Linked DNA regions of Mus musculus: all the other regions are linked to region 3. A link is a contact called in public Hi-C and HiChIP or PLAC-seq data. All regions are on one chromosome and are shown on one strand. Each heading gives the region's core, a stretch centred on a gene start, on an enhancer-like site or on the middle of the called end of the contact. The rest is flanking DNA. Distances are from core to core; before and after follow the strand shown. Region 1 overlaps BC049352 (cDNA sequence BC049352). Region 2 holds the start of Scn2b (sodium channel, voltage-gated, type II, beta). Region 3 overlaps Dscaml1 (DS cell adhesion molecule like 1).

Evidence for each region. A called contact is a pair of places that touch in the nucleus more often than the background predicts. HiChIP or PLAC-seq counts read pairs in DNA pulled down with a chosen protein or histone mark.
Region 1: a contact with region 3 is called in a Hi-C map of cerebellum, with 2.5 times the contacts expected there. The contact joins two enhancer-like sites. A contact is called at or near these places in 2 of 39 promoter capture datasets (embryonic stem cells and hippocampal neurons), 2 of 15 datasets of contacts at CTCF or cohesin (embryonic stem cells and large pre-B cells), 12 of 484 Hi-C or Micro-C datasets (the AML12 cell line, the HL-1 cell line, cerebellar granule neurons and 7 more) and 2 of 9 other capture datasets (macrophages and pancreatic islet).
Region 2: an H3K4me3 HiChIP or PLAC-seq map of forebrain shows a contact between it and region 3, with 3 times the contacts expected there. The contact joins the promoter of Scn2b here to the enhancer-like site in region 3. A contact is called at or near these places in 5 of 39 promoter capture datasets (the 3T3-L1 cell line, the C10 cell line, the HPC-7 cell line and 2 more), 2 of 115 datasets of contacts at active chromatin or transcription factors (astrocytes and forebrain) and 1 of 9 other capture datasets (embryonic stem cells).

Annotation. Positions count from the first base shown.
Region 1 is chr9:45,214,223-45,216,922 of GRCm38.p6, reverse strand. All of the region lies in intron 1 of BC049352 (cDNA sequence BC049352), which reads right to left. Among named protein-coding and RNA genes, the nearest start is that of Tmprss4, 12 kb to the right of the region's middle. Within about 2 kb of position 1,337, at least 8 of the 459 cell types and tissues checked have an H3K27ac peak or open chromatin away from gene starts, as enhancers often do. A contact at or near this core is called in cerebellum, where this site is marked.
Region 2 is chr9:45,116,494-45,119,354 of GRCm38.p6, reverse strand. Scn2b (sodium channel, voltage-gated, type II, beta) reads right to left here and starts at 1,479. Exons shown (of 4, transcript NM_001014761.2): 1 at 1,262-1,479. The coding sequence starts at 1,331. The region is part of intron 1 of Gm10684 (predicted gene 10684); the gene reads left to right.
Region 3 is chr9:45,738,897-45,741,730 of GRCm38.p6, reverse strand. Dscaml1 (DS cell adhesion molecule like 1) reads right to left here. Exons shown (of 33, transcript NM_001081270.2): 21 at 1,098-1,251. Among named protein-coding and RNA genes, the nearest start is that of Cep164, 88 kb to the left of the region's middle. Within about 2 kb of position 1,345, at least 49 of the 459 cell types and tissues checked have an H3K27ac peak or open chromatin away from gene starts, as enhancers often do. A contact at or near this core is called in cerebellum and forebrain, where this site is marked.

The DNA of each region.
Region 1 (2,700 bases), core at 88-2,587, 520 kb after region 3:
TGCTTACACAATTCCTGCCAGCTGCTCCTCACCTACAGTTGTGGTCTCCAAATTTCTTTGATCTCTGCAACCACACACACACACACACACACACAAAGATACTAATGCATGCATGTACAACCTCACTTGCACACACCCACACAGTGTAGACTACATCATGAGTATATGTGTGCTTATTTATGTCCAGGTTTGGATATACCCACCATCATCATTAGCCCACACCCAAGGATGATAAGTCTCTATATGAGTGCTCCAAGAGCAATAAATCTCCACATGAGTGTTTTATTTTTTAAAGAAAAGAGATATACATAAACATTTCAGTATTTTTCATCTGTTCCAAGACATCATTTTGCACAATCTCAAGGTTCAAAAATCCTAATTTGGAGACTTCTCATAAAAAGTCTATATTCATGTTCTATAGCTGTGTACGAGCCGTCAAACAAAGCTGCCTTTTGTGAGTTTCTCATCACAGGGCTATGCATTCATTATTCATTGAGTCGTGTGTGTGTGTGTGTGTGTGTGTGTGTGTCTGTGCACCACTTGGCTTGTATGCCCAGTGCCCTTAGAGGCCAAAAGAGGGTGTCAGATTCCCCTGGAGCGAGAGTTACAGATGGTTGTGAGCTACCCTGTGGGTGCTGGAATTTGAACCTAGGACCTTGGAAAGAGCAGCCAATACTTTTCACTACAGAGCTGTCTACCAGGCTTATTTATATCATCTTCGTACAGGCTGCCCCCAGAGACGTTTCTCAATTGGTTCTTTTGGAATTAATCACAAATTCTCTAAACACACACAGCCTCCTGTCTGGGCTGAGGGTGTCTCTCTCCACTGTATTCAGTCTCCCCCCTGACAAAATCCAATTTATCCCGCTAAGCTCAGTTCAAATGTTCTGTCTGCAGCGGTAGCTGCCTGTGCCCCCGGCTGTTCTCACACTAGTGTTTGCCAGCGGATCACCCTGTGATGTCTGTGTTAAGTCTCCCTCCTCGCTCGTGAGGAGCTTCAGAGGTAGGGGAAGTTTGCCTTCCTCACCTCAGCGTTGAGTCTTAGTAGCCAGCACATTCTGGGTACTCAGCACACTTTTGCTCAATGAACATCTCTCCCAGAGCCAGGGAGAAGAGCCAGAGACAGCTGGGCCTGAAGATGTCAGGCTCAAGGTCTTTCATTCTGGCCCTATGCCTACTGTTCTGCACATGGCTACATGACCGGGCAAGATAGAAAGAAAGGTGGGGAGAGGAGGGGCTATTACGTAAGGAGCATCCAGGATGGCCCTGCCTATCGACCTCACAGAGTAGTGTTCACTGATGGCCTTTTGGGCTGGGGATGAAGTCTACTCAGAGAGCTTAGGGGAGAGCAATGAGTCCCCTTTTGCCTGGCACCGCTATGTCTGTGTTTCTGGAAGCCCTATGGAGGCCAAGGGGTATCCAGAAGCCAGCAGCCGTCACCCTCCCACCCGAAGCATCACTATGTGGCCAAAAGCACTCAGTCAAGCCAGAGGCACCAGCATTATCAATAAATGATCATTTGCAGGGCGTGCCAAGGCCTGGATGCAGACGATCTAAAAAGCTTCTCCTCTCCAATGGGGTCAACCACTGAACTCATCTCTTAATGGTCCACCTCAGACCTCCATCGCCCAGATGGAAGCCTGAGTCATCCCGTGGCTACCTCAGCCAAGTCTGCTCATCCTATATCAGCAGAATCTCGACAGCCGGCAGTCCAGCATATTTCCCCATGCCAATTCAAGTTATCCTGCCAAGCACAGGCTGGTGCTGTTGGGACAGATCCCTCAGTCTCCACATCTATAAAATGGGAACATACAGACTTCATGTGCAAGGTCATTAAGACAACATTAGAAAGAGCATGTGTGATGGTTTGTATATGCTTGGCCCAGGGAGTGGCACTATTAGGAGGTGTGGCCTTATTAGAGTAGGTGTGACCTTGTTGGAGTAGGTGTGTCACTGTGGGTGTGGGCTTTAAGACCCTCATCCTAGCTGCCTGGAAGTCAGTATTTTGCTAGCAGCCTTCAGATGAAGATGTAGAACTCTCAGCTCCTCCTGTACCATGCCTGCCTGGATGCTGTCATGTTCCTGCCTTGATGATAATGGATTGAACCTCTGAACCTGTAAGCCAGCCCCAATTAAATGTTGTCCTTTATTAGACTTGCCTTGGTCATGGTGTCTGTTCACAGCAGTAAATCCCTAACTAAGCATGTAAATCAGGACCAGGCTGCACAGTGAGGTGAGAGGTACAGCTCTGTCTTCATCTTCATCTCTTTTCCATCTTTCACCTGGACTGTTGTAACTGCCTCGTACCTGGTCTCATCATCTCTCTCCTCTTACTAAATTGTGGTTCTCTATGGAGGGGGCTGCACTTGACATTAAATTCATAATAGTCACTACCAAGGCACCATTTAGGGGCCAGGTACTGGTTTCTCCTGGGAAGACCAGTAGATGGTCCCCTGGAAATACTTGACAGTTTTAGCCATATATTGCTATGGTTCTCAGTATGTGCTGAGAATATAATCCTTAATCAGCACTAAGCGACGAAACCTAATGAGAAGTGACTAGCCTGTGGCGGCAGAGAAAAAGGATTAGTGCCATGATAATAGAGTGATTTGTTGAAGAGGGAGTGGGTTCCTTAAACAAGACTCTTCCCATACAAAAGTTTCTCCCCTTCTTTGTCCCTCCCCTCCCCATCCCTTCCAT
Region 2 (2,861 bases), core at 230-2,729, 620 kb after region 3:
TCCCTGTGGGCCCTATACCCAGCATGAGAGGGAGGGGGGATATACCACCCAGCACAGTGAGAAAGGACACAGAAGGTGGGACAGAGAGACAGAGACCAGCATAGAGACAGAAAGAGAGACAACAGAGAGACAGACAGATTGAGAGAGCTTATAGTGGGACCTAATCTCACCTAAGATCCTTAAACTTGACCCTCAGGCACTACAGAGAGAATTTTAAGAGTGAGAGTAAAACTGTCCACAAGGCAGGTTTAGAGCCCAGCATGGTGGCACTTGTCTGTAATCCCATCACCCAGGAAGAGAAAGAGACAGGAGAATCACTGAAAGTTCGAGATCAGCCAAGACTACAAAGTGAGACCTTATGGGTTGTGGGGTGGGGTAGAGTCGGGAAGCAGGCCTACAAATAGCCTCCTAACATACCTGCCTAGTACGAGGTCTCTAGGTGTTCAGCTATGAAATTGGCTTTGGGACCTTACGACAGGGTGGTCTGCAAGGTTGGGCTGGACCACGGAGACTGGTTTTAAAGGAACTCTCCCTAGGTTCCACTTACAGTTTGCTCCTTTTCCCAGGATCCTGGGCACCTGACCTCATCCATTCCATCTGGTTCACACCAGGGGTGCCTGCCTCGGTAGCAGCTACTCTGGTGCCTCTCCTGCCAACCCGGAGCTGGTCCTTAAGCCTGATACCCACCTCCTCCCACACGCATCCCAACAAATTGGTGGGATAGGCTCAACTCTCTGCCCCCAACTCTCGAGAACGCGATCTCCTTTAAATCCACCAGATCCCAGGGAACGGGCTCACAAATGAGACTTTTAAAGAAGCCAGCAACTCCTATGAGATCTCTTGGGAAGTAACTGAAAATGAAAACATGATGATGATGGTGGTGGTGGTGGTGGTGGTGGTGGTGGTGGTGGTGGTGGTGGTGGTGAAGAGAAAAATCCCTGAAGAGACCGCAGAGCAGCCTAGCTCTGCCCCACCCCCACATGGGTCCACTTCAGGGAAATCTACAGGATGAACCACCTCTTGATAAATTTGACCATTTTCATCCCCGAGCAACACTCACCCTCTAGTCAACATTTCTGGGAAGGAGAAGCCCAGCATCCGGCAGTCCCAGCTGTCCCAGATCCCCAGCACGCCCCTTCCCAAGGACACAGAGGGAAGCGGCTCACACTCCTTCCCTCTTGCCCCCTCCCCCGCCCCCTCCTCTTTCCGCTGCAGCTGCACTTCTGACCCTTAGGAGCATGCAGATGTGGTTCTAACTTACCCAAAGAGAAAAACAGACTGAGCCCCGTGAGACTGAAGGCAGGGCGAGGTAGCCAGGCATCCCTGTGCATTTTCAGAGACTGTGACGTTAGGCGGGTGGGCTGTGGGAAAGGGTGATTGAGGGACCAAGGACCACAAGGTAGGAATGGTTAAATGCTAAAAAAGAAAATGCACGGATGTACTTCAAAGACATATGCAACATTGAGGAAGCTTTATTTCCATCTCTCTAATATGGCCGACTTGTATGTGGCTGCTAAAAAGAGAGGGGGGTGGTGTATAAGGGAAAGGAAGAAAAAAAAGGGGATGGAGTAAATATTGTGGTTGGTGGATTTCAGAAAGCAGGTGGGAGGGCATAAAAAAGATATTCCTGGAAGAAATTAAGTTGCCAGAAAATTTAGCCTCTAAACTCAGAGCTCAATCAAATTTTGCCTTCCTACTGCATTTGAAATGATTTTTAGACTTTGAAAATTGTTAGAGAATTCTAGGTGAGGTGGCACGTGCCTGCAATCCTAGCACTAGGGAAACAGAGACAGGACTGCCTTGAACTCATAGCAGTCCAAAGCTAGCCTAGGCTCCAAAGCAAGACCCTTGCAAGAGAGGGGAGGAAGGAGGGGAGAGAAGGAGAGAGGGAGGGAAGGAGGGAGAGAAAGAAAAAAGGAAAAAGAGAAAGACTGTTAGAGCCATCTGTTTTTATCAAAGGGCTGTAAGGAAGTCCTTTTTATCATATGAATACGCCCCAAAGGCCTGTGAGTTGATTCCCTGGGGAAAGTGCTTGTGGCCACTGCCAAGCATGATGACCTGAGTTTGATCCCCGGGAACACACCTGGTCACCCAGCAGAAGGAGAGAACTGATCCCTGCAAGTTATGGTCTAACCTCAACACATTAGTGGCACCTGTATACTCATGCTACATGCTCTCTCTCTGTCTCTCTGTTTGTCTGTCTGTCTCTCTCTGTCTCTCCCCAACACACACACACACACACACACACACACACACGGGGAGGGGCAAGAGAATAGATAGATCATACATACGTACGTACGTACATACGTACGTACATAGATGTAAACACCCAGGAAAGAGTTGCCTTTTGTTGTTTGGGTTCAGCGAAGTGGGCAGGAGGCTCTTGGAAAGTAATGACTTCCTCATTGCTCTAGCATTTCCGCAGAATACAGAACTTGTCAGAGAAGGCTGATGCACAAATGCCTAAGAGACTTTTACAAGAGAATAGAGCATGGACCTCTGAGGGACCCGGATTCAAACAAATCAACAAGGAAAGGAACAGGTTTTGAGACAAGGGGAGCAGGGAGCGAATGTAAACTGGACGTTGATTATGTCAACAAATAACGTCTAATGCTGCCGGGTATCATAAAGATAGTGTCTGTGTTTTTAACACCCGTGGGTAATGTAGCTGATGGTCCCAGATGATTGGTGGTGCCTGGGGCACACTTCCCTTGGCTTTGGTGTATGTTTGAAACTTGTTATTTCGAAGGAGGGGAGAATACAGGTTGTCACAAGTAGAAGTTAGGAGAGAAGTGGCCCTAAGCAAAGAGGAGAACAGAGCCAAGCGTATCACAGGTCCTTAAACAGCAATCATTTATTTA
Region 3 (2,834 bases), core at 96-2,595:
ATGGGTTGTATTTGATGCTCACAGGGGCAGGGGACAGACTTCTGCCAAGAGCTCAGGACCTAGGGCCTTGTCCTGGGAAGGGGGAAGACTCTAGGCTCCTTTGCTTCTGAAGGAGGTGAGATCTGGAGAAAGGATAGGTGGTACCCCGAGAAGGAGGTAAGGAGGTGAGGATGTGGAGACAGTGATATGCAAGGAGCTCTGACTCAGAGCTGCAAGGCTCAACACGGCACATCTCAGCTGTCTGGGATGGCCAGGCCGTGCAGCTGGATGGAAGGCTGCAAGGGTGAGCCCATGGCTTACCATGGACCCTCAGGTGGAGGCTTGCTGGCTCTGTCTCTGTGGACAACAGGGAGGCTTCTCTCCTTCCAAGGCAAGCCAGGCCTGGGAGAGTCAGGTGAGCTTGGGATTGATTGGGGAAGGGAAGGGGCAGGGCAAGAGGAAGGTGCCTAGAGGCTGGAGATACTGGAAGACTTGAAGCTTACTGTTGCCAGTTCTTCTGCCCCTTGGCCAAGACAGACAAGAGGCCATTGTTCCATTGTGTGAGTGATACTGAGTTTTGGGTAGGACCTCAGAGCTATCATTCTCTTCAAAGATTGGGAATACCTATGGGCAGTCCCTCATGCCCAGATCAGGGATCAGTGAGGCCTGCCCTGAGAAGGTCTTGTTCCCCAGCCTGCTGGCGGGTAAAGGAGCACTGAGCCTGCACTTTCTGGTTGCAGCATGAGGCTTTCTCTGGAGTCCCAAAGGCCCCATGGAAGCATCCATGTATCCCATATCCTGAGATGCTCCTCATTCAGGAGCTGAGTGCTAAGACCAAGGCTCTGCTGTGGATGGGGGCTGGAGGGGGAATCTCAAGTCAGAGGAGAGTTAACAGTATAGCCCTCAAGCAAGGGCCTGATTGTAGCTTGTTGTGTGACTTTTCCAGAGTCAGGGGGCAGCAGAGGGTTATTCTTTGGTGGATGCAGAAGGGAGACTACTGGCCATCTCCCCACAGCCAAAGTACTGGGGAAGGGACGCAGCACCTATTTGGGAGGAGCCAGAATTCTGCAAATGAGCTTCTGGAAGCTTCTATCAGACCCTAGGCACAGGCTTCTCACCCTTGCCAGCAGGTTCAATGGTGACCTTCTCGCTGCTGTTCCCCCTGCCTGCAGAGGTGACCGCAGCCACCCATAGCAAGTACTGCTGTCCCCGGTTCAGGTGGGCGATCCGGTAGAAGAGCTGTTCAGGACTGGTCTCGTACTCGCTGGGAGCCTGTGGGCGGAGACAAAGTCACACTATGAAACAGAAACCGTGCCTTGGCCCCTTGCCTGCCATTGTCCTTGGTGTCCTTGGACAGGATCTGTCCAGCACGCTCTTTCCCAGCCTGAGAAAGGCAGTGGACAGTACTGTGCTGGGCTCAACCCCGGGAGCTGATGGAGCTAGTCCTGCAGTATTTGTAGGCCAACCTTGGTACCCCTCTCGGTTATATAGGCTTTAGTAGCTGTGGCTACAGGCCAACACATATGGGTATTTTGAGTAAATGATGAGAGGCAGTCAGAGAAAGGAGAATGAGGGACTTGGGGTCCCAGGAAGACCACATGCAAAGAGAAAGGTTCTGTGGAGAAGCCAAATGACTGCCTTTGCCTTGTTAGGGCTGTAGCCAGCCCTCCAGCCTGTCCCCTGCCTAGTCACCTCCCCGCCCTGCCACCTAATTACACTCTTTCCTTCTCAGGATGGGGTAGAGAGGCAGTGGGGAGAGTTGTACTGGGCAGTACTTTATTAGTGATTATTAGTAGTATGGATCGCTATATATATTTGTAGGTTACATAAATCTATAACATTTTTTTAACCAAATGACAGTTTTGACAAGTTGCCAACAAAACAATATCAGATCCCAGTGGTTTCACCAGTTGCTTTGATGAAAAGATTATGTTGCCTTGGAAACCAGAGGCTCAGATATTGAAATGAATTTGAGAAGGCGCTTTTGATAAGCGCTAGTTTGTAGCCCTCCTGTCAGCCTCTTCCTTGGCATCGGCCGGATGGGGCTGACTTTCATTTTATTTTATTTTATTTTTTTGGCCAGCCGCAGGGAATGGGGGAGAGGAGAGCACTAGGGCCCCTCTGAGATCAGGGCGCAAGTCCAAGGAGGGGGAACAGTTCCTGGAACAGATGGGGGCCCTGAGGCCAGAGGGAGCTGGTAATTAGTTATCTCTGCAGTCGTGAGATCTTGCAACACAGGCTCTCCTGCACATGGCTGTGCGGATGCACACATGTGCTGAGAGATAGATGTCACCGAGGGACATTCTCCATGGCCAATGGGAGAGCTGAAGGACCCAAGGACTTGTAACAGGACAAAAGGAACGTCCTTTTCTTGGCCTCAGGCTGTCTGCAGGGAAATGATGGGAGAAGGTACATATATCCTTATAATGTGAGCAGGTATCTCATCACCGTCCTTCCTGCCTTCCCCAGGAGGGGTGGGCGAGTGATGCTGTGACTAACCTTGTGCACAGTTCCTGTTGGGGACAGGTGCAGAGCCACTCTGAGCCCTTTTGGGCTAGGGCATCTGGGGACTGGTGAGTTCACGACAGTGCAAGACTGGAGGGCGGTGCCATGCCCAGGGTGCTTGCTGTCCTTACCAGGCAGGGAACCCGTGTGGCCTGAGCTCTTCCTCCCAACAGATTGGGGAGCTTAGTTCTTTTGCAAATTAGGAATCTACAACCTTGTCTCTTCTGGGCTGTGACGCTGAGTCACCCAGAGGCAAGGAGTGCACAATTCTTTGAAAATTAGAGTGCAGTTCTCTGTGCTCATTTTCTGTGGGTGTAGAGGTGTGTGTTTGTGTGTGTGTGTCTCTGTGT